Linked DNA regions of Mus musculus: all the other regions are linked to region 3. Evidence: chromatin contacts called from public HiChIP or PLAC-seq data. All regions are on one chromosome and are shown on one strand. Each heading gives the region's core, a stretch centred on a gene start, on an enhancer-like site or on the middle of the called end of the contact. The rest is flanking DNA. Distances are from core to core; before and after follow the strand shown.

What was found. HiChIP or PLAC-seq counts read pairs in DNA pulled down with a chosen protein or histone mark.
Region 1: a contact with region 3 is called in an H3K4me3 HiChIP or PLAC-seq map of craniofacial prominence, with 3 times the contacts expected there. The contact joins two enhancer-like sites. A contact is called at or near these places in 1 of 39 promoter capture datasets (the 3T3-L1 cell line) and 7 of 115 datasets of contacts at active chromatin or transcription factors (cardiomyocytes, craniofacial prominence, embryonic basal ganglia and 4 more).
Region 2: a contact with region 3 is called in an H3K4me3 HiChIP or PLAC-seq map of stem cell-derived neural progenitor cells, with 4 times the contacts expected there. The contact joins two enhancer-like sites. A contact is called at or near these places in 4 of 39 promoter capture datasets (the HPC-7 cell line, cranial neural crest, embryonic stem cells and 1 more), 1 of 484 Hi-C or Micro-C datasets (palatal mesenchyme), 5 of 115 datasets of contacts at active chromatin or transcription factors (embryonic hindbrain, embryonic midbrain, embryonic stem cells and 2 more) and 2 of 9 other capture datasets (embryonic stem cells and embryonic tail).

Annotation. Positions count from the first base shown.
Region 1 is chr14:118,179,612-118,182,311 of GRCm38.p6, reverse strand. It overlaps the pseudogene Gm4674. Among named protein-coding and RNA genes, the nearest start is that of 4933431J24Rik, 30 kb to the left of the region's middle. Within about 2 kb of position 1,306, at least 211 of the 459 cell types and tissues checked have an H3K27ac peak or open chromatin away from gene starts, as enhancers often do. A contact at or near this core is called in craniofacial prominence, embryonic basal ganglia and embryonic forebrain, where this site is marked.
Region 2 is chr14:118,766,812-118,769,511 of GRCm38.p6, reverse strand. No RefSeq gene overlaps it. Among named protein-coding and RNA genes, the nearest start is that of Gm22379, 7.0 kb to the left of the region's middle. Within about 2 kb of position 1,276, at least 21 of the 459 cell types and tissues checked have an H3K27ac peak or open chromatin away from gene starts, as enhancers often do.
Region 3 is chr14:118,435,714-118,438,413 of GRCm38.p6, reverse strand. No RefSeq gene overlaps it. Among named protein-coding and RNA genes, the nearest start is that of 1700044C05Rik, 71 kb to the right of the region's middle. Within about 2 kb of position 1,398, at least 98 of the 459 cell types and tissues checked have an H3K27ac peak or open chromatin away from gene starts, as enhancers often do. A contact at or near this core is called in craniofacial prominence, embryonic basal ganglia and embryonic forebrain, where this site is marked.

The DNA.
Region 1 (2,700 bases), core at 57-2,556, 260 kb after region 3:
TTACACCATGAATCACCTATAAAAATTCTAAGCACTATGAAGAACCTAGTCTACCCAAGAGATTCTCAATTATTCTAGGCACCAATTTTTTTTCTTCATGTTATCCCAACACATCTGGATAATAACTATCGTTACATATCGAAGTAAATTACAATTAGATTAAGAATTGATTGTAGAGTTCCTGGCGGCGGGGACCGGGGTAGCCAACGGCTTGTGGAGCATCATGCCCAAGTTTTATTGTGACTACTGTGATACGTGTCTTACCCACGATTCTCCATCTGTGAGGAAGACACACTGCAGTGGTCGGAAACACAAAGAGAATGTGAAAGACTATTACCAGAAATGGATGGAAGAGCAGGCCCAGAGCCTGACTGACAAGACAACGGCTGCATTTCAACAAGGGAAGATCCCTCCGCTCCGGTCTCTGCTCCTCCGCCTGCAGGGGCCATGATCCCACCTCCCCCCAGTCTCCCGGGCCCTCCTCGGCCTGGCATGATGCCTGCGCCCCACATGGGAGGCCCTCCCATGATGTCAATGATGGGCCCCCCCTCCGCCCGGAATGATGACCGTGGGACCAGCTCCTGGGATGAGACCACCCATGGGAGGCCACATGCCCATGATGCCCGGGCCTCCCATGATAAGACCTCCTGCCCGCCCTATGATGGTGCCCACCCGGCCTGGCATGACCCGGCCAGACAGATAAGAGCAGAAGCGCTCTTGATGGTTTTGTATTTCTTGTTCTGTTCCACCAGGAGCTCTTGGTGCTGAGCCTGAGTGTTTACTAGATGCATGGAAAGGAAACTTCCCTTCCTAACTGAATATTTTTGGAGAGAGAAATAATACAAAAAAGTGCAGTTTTCACTTATATTGTGAAATGTGAAATGTGAAAATAAAATCATCAGCTCTTTTAGTTAAAAAAAATAATTAATTGTAAAAAGAAAACACAAAATCCTGGAATTAGTGAGTAAAATATACATATAATTGAAATATTATAGTACTGAAGAACACTAAAGACATACTCATATAGGTGACAACACAAAAACTTTACATTTCTCCTCTATATGCAGAACTGAACGGCTAGTGACTAAGTAGGACATATATTTCCCATATGTATTATGGGCAAAAATTTATTTTAAAAAATTATGCAGGAAGAGCTCATAGAAAAGGCCAACTATAGAAAACACCCAGAAAAAAAAAATCCACCATGTGTATGGAGATTTAAAAGCATTTCCCTTTAAAGTGACGTAGAAGCTGATCTTCCCTCCAGGACAGCCTATTCCCTGCCTGGCTCCGCCCCAGCCACCAGTAACTCAGGGGCATCCAGCACGCTTACACTTGTGTCTTGCAGCGTTTTCTCACTAAGACAAAGCCAAACTCAAAGCAAATATATTAAAACTAAAACCTGAACACATAGAGGAAGCCACAGTGACACGGAGGTCCCTAAAAATCAGATGCAAAGGAACGCAAGCACCATTATCACCGGTGCTGGGCTCTGCGCAGGTTCAACCTGCAATAAAGAAAGTCTTTCCAATCTGCCCTGCGACTTCACCCTCATTGGGATGCATATTCGTGATTTCCTGATTACTCTGCTACATAATGTATACCATTTCCCACTTTGGTTTGCACAACGCTTGTTCAATATTCATATTTTGTCTCTTAACGATTGTAGTAAATCACTTCAAACACAATAACCTATTTAAGAGTGGGTTTATAGGCGAAAAGGCACACCTTTAATGCTGTGACTGCAGTCATCAGATTCTCTGGTTCTACCCGGGCACTCATTACAGAATGCTCAAAGGACGCAACACGCAGAAGAGGCCATCGGAGGCTGAAGGAGTCAGCCCCGCCCAGCGCGCGCTTCCTGGTGGCAGGGCGTATCCATAGGAACCCGGTGAAATGTTTTGTTTTAGTCACTTGGCTCCTTTCTCGTTCTCACCGGAGCCAACAGTTGCAAGATAATGCAGTTTAGACATGTCGCAGCTGTTGAAACTCAGTGGAAGCTTGAGCCGGTGGTGGAGCGCGATCAAGAATCAGAAACACCAAAGCAGCAGTGTGATACAGAGTCAAGGAGGAGCTTTGAGAAGACAAAGGGCAGGAAATAAAGCCCGCCCGCCCGCTTTAAAGCAGAACCCTGGGGTGGGGTGGGGTGGGGTGGGGGTGGGGGCGACATCAGGTTGAGAGCAAGCAGTGACTTTTTTTGTCCCGTGAAGCCGCTTACTGGATAACATGAAAAAATGGCAGATTTGGGAGATGACTTCTCAGAAGCTGAAGAGCAGGCAGAGGGATGTCGCTCTTGGGAAGGGCGTTTATAATTCAGAAAGTAACAAAATCTAAATGGAAGTCATAATCTGTAATGTTTGCTCTGCACTTAAAACCTGAATTCTTTCTGGCAGGAATGTGGTCCGTCTCCAGTTCTCAGGCTAGCCTCATGACCTACTCTCTAATACACACTTCTGAGAAACTGTCAGAGACAGAGTTCAAACCTGTATCACAGGACTGTAAGCTTGGTAAGAGAAACTTTCACAACCATTGAAAGTCATTTATGCCCACAAAGCCCCACACCTTTAGAGAATAAAATAAAATTGATCGCAGTGCACGAATCTGATGACGAATGTGAATTACAACATGCATGGTGTACCCAAGAAGAAGACAGTTTCCATGTTAAAACTAACAAAAATAAATAAATAAATAAATAAATAA
Region 2 (2,700 bases), core at 27-2,526, 330 kb before region 3:
CGTCAAGTTGTAGGGGTGCCATGCCAGAATTTCTATCATGAGCAGGTTAGGGAAAACAATTTGGTTGGAAAGAGGCCAGAGGGAGGCCTGGTGGCCTCATTTGCAATTTGGGCTACCCTAACCAAATACCACTGGCCAAATGGCATCAACAAAAGTGCACTAGAAGGACCCCCTTCTCTGGGTCCAGAAGCGGATGCCCTGGTATCAGTAAGGTGTGCAGAAGCTTGGCATTCCCACACCCTCATCTGTGGGAAAGCGTTGTTACCTGCTGTTTATAGCTCTAGTTTTTTAAACTTCTGAAAAATGATTACATTTATTAATTGAAAGAGGAGTGTGTGTGTGTGTGATGTGTGTGTGTGTGTGAGATGTGTGTGTGCTGTGTGTGTGTGCTGTGTGTGTGTGAAATGTGTGTGTGAGATGTGTGTGTGTGAAATGTGTGTGTGAGATGTGTGTGTGATGTGTGTGTGTGATGTGTGTGAATGTGTATGTGTGTGTGATGTGTGTGTGACTGTATATGTGTGTGTGATGTGTGTGTGTGATGTGTGTGTATGTGTGTGCGTGTATGTGTGTGTGTGATATGTGTGTGAGTGTATATGTGAGTGTGTGTGTGTTTGTGTGTGTGTGTGTGTCAGTGGATAGCTTGTAGGAGTTGATTCTTCCCTTCCACGATGTGTGTCCCTGGAATTGACTCTCACTGTCAGGCTTGGTGGCAAGTGCCTTCACTCATGCCGCCATCTCGCTGGCCCCAACACTCTTTATTCTAGTTATCCCAACATGGCTTACGGAAGATTCACTTGCTTATTAACTCTGCTGAGCACACCCTCTTAGTTTCACTTGTGTTTATTTAACTTGGTTACGGGAAAACCAAGCACCTTACGGTCATTCCAGAATCACCCAGATAAGACACCTTATCTGTGACTGCACAGGAACCACGGATCACTGGCGGATTTATTAATACGGGTTAGCAAATGTGTAGCAGGCGTTGGGTGTGACTTTCACACTCACTCATTCAGGGGAAGGCAACTTTTAAACGCTGTGCATTTACGGAACGTGGTGCTGTCACGGTACACCGTGCATGATTGCACATCTATACCTTATTATTCAATGTCGGAATACGTCACGTTTAGCCATCCATTCCCCCCTCTTACGACCGACCGTAAGTCAGGCCTCTTGTAGCCTTTCCTAGGTGTGTGGGTGAGGAGAGCTAAGAACCCCAATCACCTTGAACACGCGCTAGGGATCCACACATCCTGCCCACTCTTGCAGTTGCATATCGTGACCAGTAGGTGGCGGCCACACACCAATAAGACACTGTGGCCACCGACTCAGCTCAGAAGGCTCAGAAGGGAGGTGACCTGAAACTAGAACTCTTCTTAAGAATGATTGGCCGTGGAAGTAAATGGAAGCAGAAGACCAGAGCTGAGGCTAAGACGGCTGATTACTTACTTCCGATATCCGGTCTTCCAATCCTCTATCTTCCCAGGACCAGAGAGTTTAGCTTTAATTTCCTTACTGAGAAAGACAGCCGTGAGTCACTTGGTGAGAAGTTAGTGGAAGGATGTTACTGAGCATCAAGTACAGCACCATGCAACTACTAAGTACACAGTACTCTGGAGGAACTGGAACACCATAGAAACTTAATATCTTGTCGTTGAGAAGTAGTCACAAATTGAGCGCTCTACACCTGGAGGATATTATTTTCGCCCCGGTTTCTCTAATCCTTGTTGTTGGGGGAGGTGTTTGTGCACTGTGTAGTCACATGCTGATTTCTGGCTGCAGCCTGGCCCTGGGTGTTGTCATTATTTTTGTTTGTTTGTTTGTTTGTTTGTTTTTCCAGACAGGGTTTCTCTGTATAGCCCTGGCTGTCCTGGAACTCACTTTGTAGACCAGGCTGGCCTTGAACTCAGAAATCCACCTGCCTCTGCCTCCTGAGTGCTGGGATTAAAGGCGTGTGCTACCATGCCCGGCTCCGGTGTTGTTATTATTATGAAGCTTTTCATGACATTTCGTGATTTTGTAAAACACGGTTGTCCACCATCTTCTGACTGGTCAGTAAAGAGCTGGTCAGCTTATGTCTGGGCTGGAGAGGATAAGAGAGCCTTCTGTGCCCAGAGAGAGAAGGCAGAGGGTATCAGATGGGGGAAGAGATGCCAAGAGGGCAGGACTGAGGAAAGCCAGAGGGAGACCAAGATGGCAGGAATGCCCTGTGGCTGGAAAATAGTCCAGACCAGCACAGTCCAGTTAGAATATCAGAATCTGCCCAGCTCAGTGCCTGAAGTTTTCAATAAATATACCAGGTCTCTGTGTCATTATTCAAAGCAAGGGCAGGCATAGAAAAGCTCACCCTTTTACATTTGGCACCCAATTAATTCCTGCCGCACAGAAAAGCCCCTTACACTTACACCATGTTTTGTAGAAGGGCATCTGACACTTCACCGATGGTCTAATAGACTTACATGGAGCCCTTTCACGGAACCCTCCAGTTCTCTACACTCTGGGTCAGTCCTTCCAAGGTTGGGAGTATCCAAGGCAAAAGTGATGCCAGTGGGGTTATATCCTAAAGACAGGGGTTTCCCCACGGTCCGGAGCCAGTGTGCCTCCCAGCAGTGCTTCATCAAAGAGAAGAGAATGGTGCTCAAGAGCAGCCATCCCACTTGCCCTGGTGCTGCAGCGGGTTATCAGTCTAATAACAGATTGATC
Region 3 (2,700 bases), core at 149-2,648:
TTAAAAGAATAAAATAAGTCGTTGCCAGTGCTGATTTAAGAAACTACAATAACAACAACTAAACCAAACCTAGAGCTCTTCTATTTTTGAGCAAATGGAATGAATCCACAGAGCAAAAGTAAGGTTTTGATTTGGGGACCACAGCCATCCGGGAGGTTAAGATGGATTGTCCTTAAGGTTGTAAAGTAATAACGACTAATGGCAAGGTTGTCCTCGCTGCGTGAAAAAACCACCAGCTCAAATTCAGAACAAACTGGACCGGGATAAAATTATAGCCTCCATGTCTGGCAGCACAACTGACTCTGGTACCTTCCTCCCTAAACTCTTCCAGGGACCTGGCTTTGTGTAGAGTCGTAAGTTACCAAGAGTTTGAGCAAAAGGCCATCTTTAAGAGAGCTGGAAAGGACCACCCCCCCTGCTTTGGGCTCACGTGGTTCTCTTTAACGCCCCCCTTTACCCTCCTCCGCCCCCGTCCGAAACGTGGAATGCAGAGATGGAAATTTCTAGGTGGGGTCCGGTGAAGATCTAGGGCCCCTGAATGCGGGCGGAACAGTGTCCTGAGTTGAAGGCTGCCTGTCAGCAGACAGCCAGAGCCAGCACGCACAGGCTTAAAGCAGGACTCCAGCGGGTTTGCAGAGCAGCCAGCCCTCCAGAGAGAGGCTGGAGCGGCGAGTTGGTGCGGAGTTGGTGCAGAAAAGGGGTGGTCTAAGGGTACCCACCGTGGAAATTCACTCAGCCCCCTCCTAAAGGGCTAAAAAAATCACTGCGAGCTGCGCGCACCAGGAACCTCCCTGCCCCATCCTCATTCTCGGAACTGCAAAGCCTAGCGCCAGGAGTTTCCGCCCGCCCAGTGTCCCCAGTACCCTGAGGGACGACAAGGCTCTTTAAGGAAGCATTGGATTCTACTGGTCGCGGGCTCCTAGCTGCAATCTGTTCCCGTCAAGATCCCCTCCATTCCTATCCGCACTTATGCTCCTGCCTGTCCCCTGGTGAAGGGCTCCCTGGTGCTGAGCTAAAGACCGCGGTGGCGGAGAGTGGGGTGTGGGGTGGCCCGATGGTGCAGAAGGATGGGGATGCAGGAGGACCTGGGCCTCTCTGGCCTGCAGTCTCCCATACGCGGTGCGGCATGGCAGCGGGAAAATAGAGAAGAAAGCTAGAGGGACAAGCAGCGGCGACCCCCCACCCCCCGCCGAGGCCAAGCGGGAAGGACGCCAGTACTGGCAGGGCTGTGGACGGTGCTGAACTCCAGTGCCTCTCTCTGCGGCCGCTGCAGGGCCGGAGTCTTGCCCTGTCGGGAGGATTCACGGGCTCGACCTCGGGAAGCCGGTTGCTAACAGTGTGCAGGGAGCTGCGGATGATTGCGTCTGGCCGCCGGGGCGCCCCAGACTCGGCCGCGCATCCCTGCAGACACCTCGCAGCTGCTGCCACCCGCGGCGCCCTGGCGCTGCAGCTGCGGGGTGAGAGACAAGCCGAGCAAGCGTCCCACCCCCTGCTCCCCGGAGCCCTCGGATCTGGGACCAGCAGGCAAGAGACCTGTTGAAAACTCCGAAGGCCGACTTCAAAGACAATCAAATCGCCCGAGCAAAACCCTCTCTGCGATCTGGTATTTTCAAGTGTCATAAACGCTGTGTGGCGGTTAAGATTGCTGCTCCCTTAAATGGGCCAATAATTTGCAGCGCTATCTCCCACAAATTCCCCCATCCTGGAATCTCAATGTGAAGCAATTCAAATAAGTAAAACCATTTTACTGCTGTTGGAAAATTCGCATGCATTTATTCAGTTTAAAATTTGATATAGGGCATTTTTTTTGTATTCCCATTTATCGTTTGCCAAGAAATAATTAAGAGCAGGAGCTCGAAGATTAGTTTTAAATAAAAAATCTTCTCGAATATAAATGTCAGGTCATAAAAATTCCTTTTAAATCATAACAGCATATAAATCTTTGAAATTAACCATGTAATTACAATGTCTATCAACTTTTACCTGGAGCTTTGAGCCTCTCTTTTTAATCTTCCATTCTTTTTTTAATGAATAGCTATTTTGAAATTAAAAAGTACTGTTCATTACACATGCCCCACTATAATAGGGTTTTTATCATATTTGCGCTATGTAAAAATACTTGCTACTTTGTAATTATTCACACGCCGATCCTTTCCTATATTGAGTGGAAAATAAAAAATGAAATAGAAGTCAAAGGTGCTTGCGAGCTGAATGATTTACACAATTCATTAAGGACGGTGATTTTTCAGTTAGCATCAGATTAAATGGTTACTTACTCTCAAATAGCCCTTGGGGAGTTGAATTGCTGGGTAGCAAACAGATTAAAGTTTGCATTGAAAGAAAAATTGAATTCAGAGGTAATCAATAGCATAATAGGGGCAGTGAGTGGTGCCTGCTGCCTGAAATGAAATTACCATATTTTTAATCTTAATTTTCCACTCTGTTTATCTGACAGTGTGGATGTGCAATCCAAACAGATAATGAGAGAGTGGGATATTGACACCGCTGTCCTCTGGAGTGCTTGTCTTCCGTGATTAAATGCTGTGATCTGTGATTACTTTGTGCAGGGATGTCAGGGCTGCTGGCCAGAACCGAGGGAGGGGCCTTCACCCGGCAGCTGGAGCGTCTGACTCTCCCAGGTCCTAACGTCTGAAATTCATTTTCCACCAGTAATATTGAAAAAAATAACGCTTACCTATT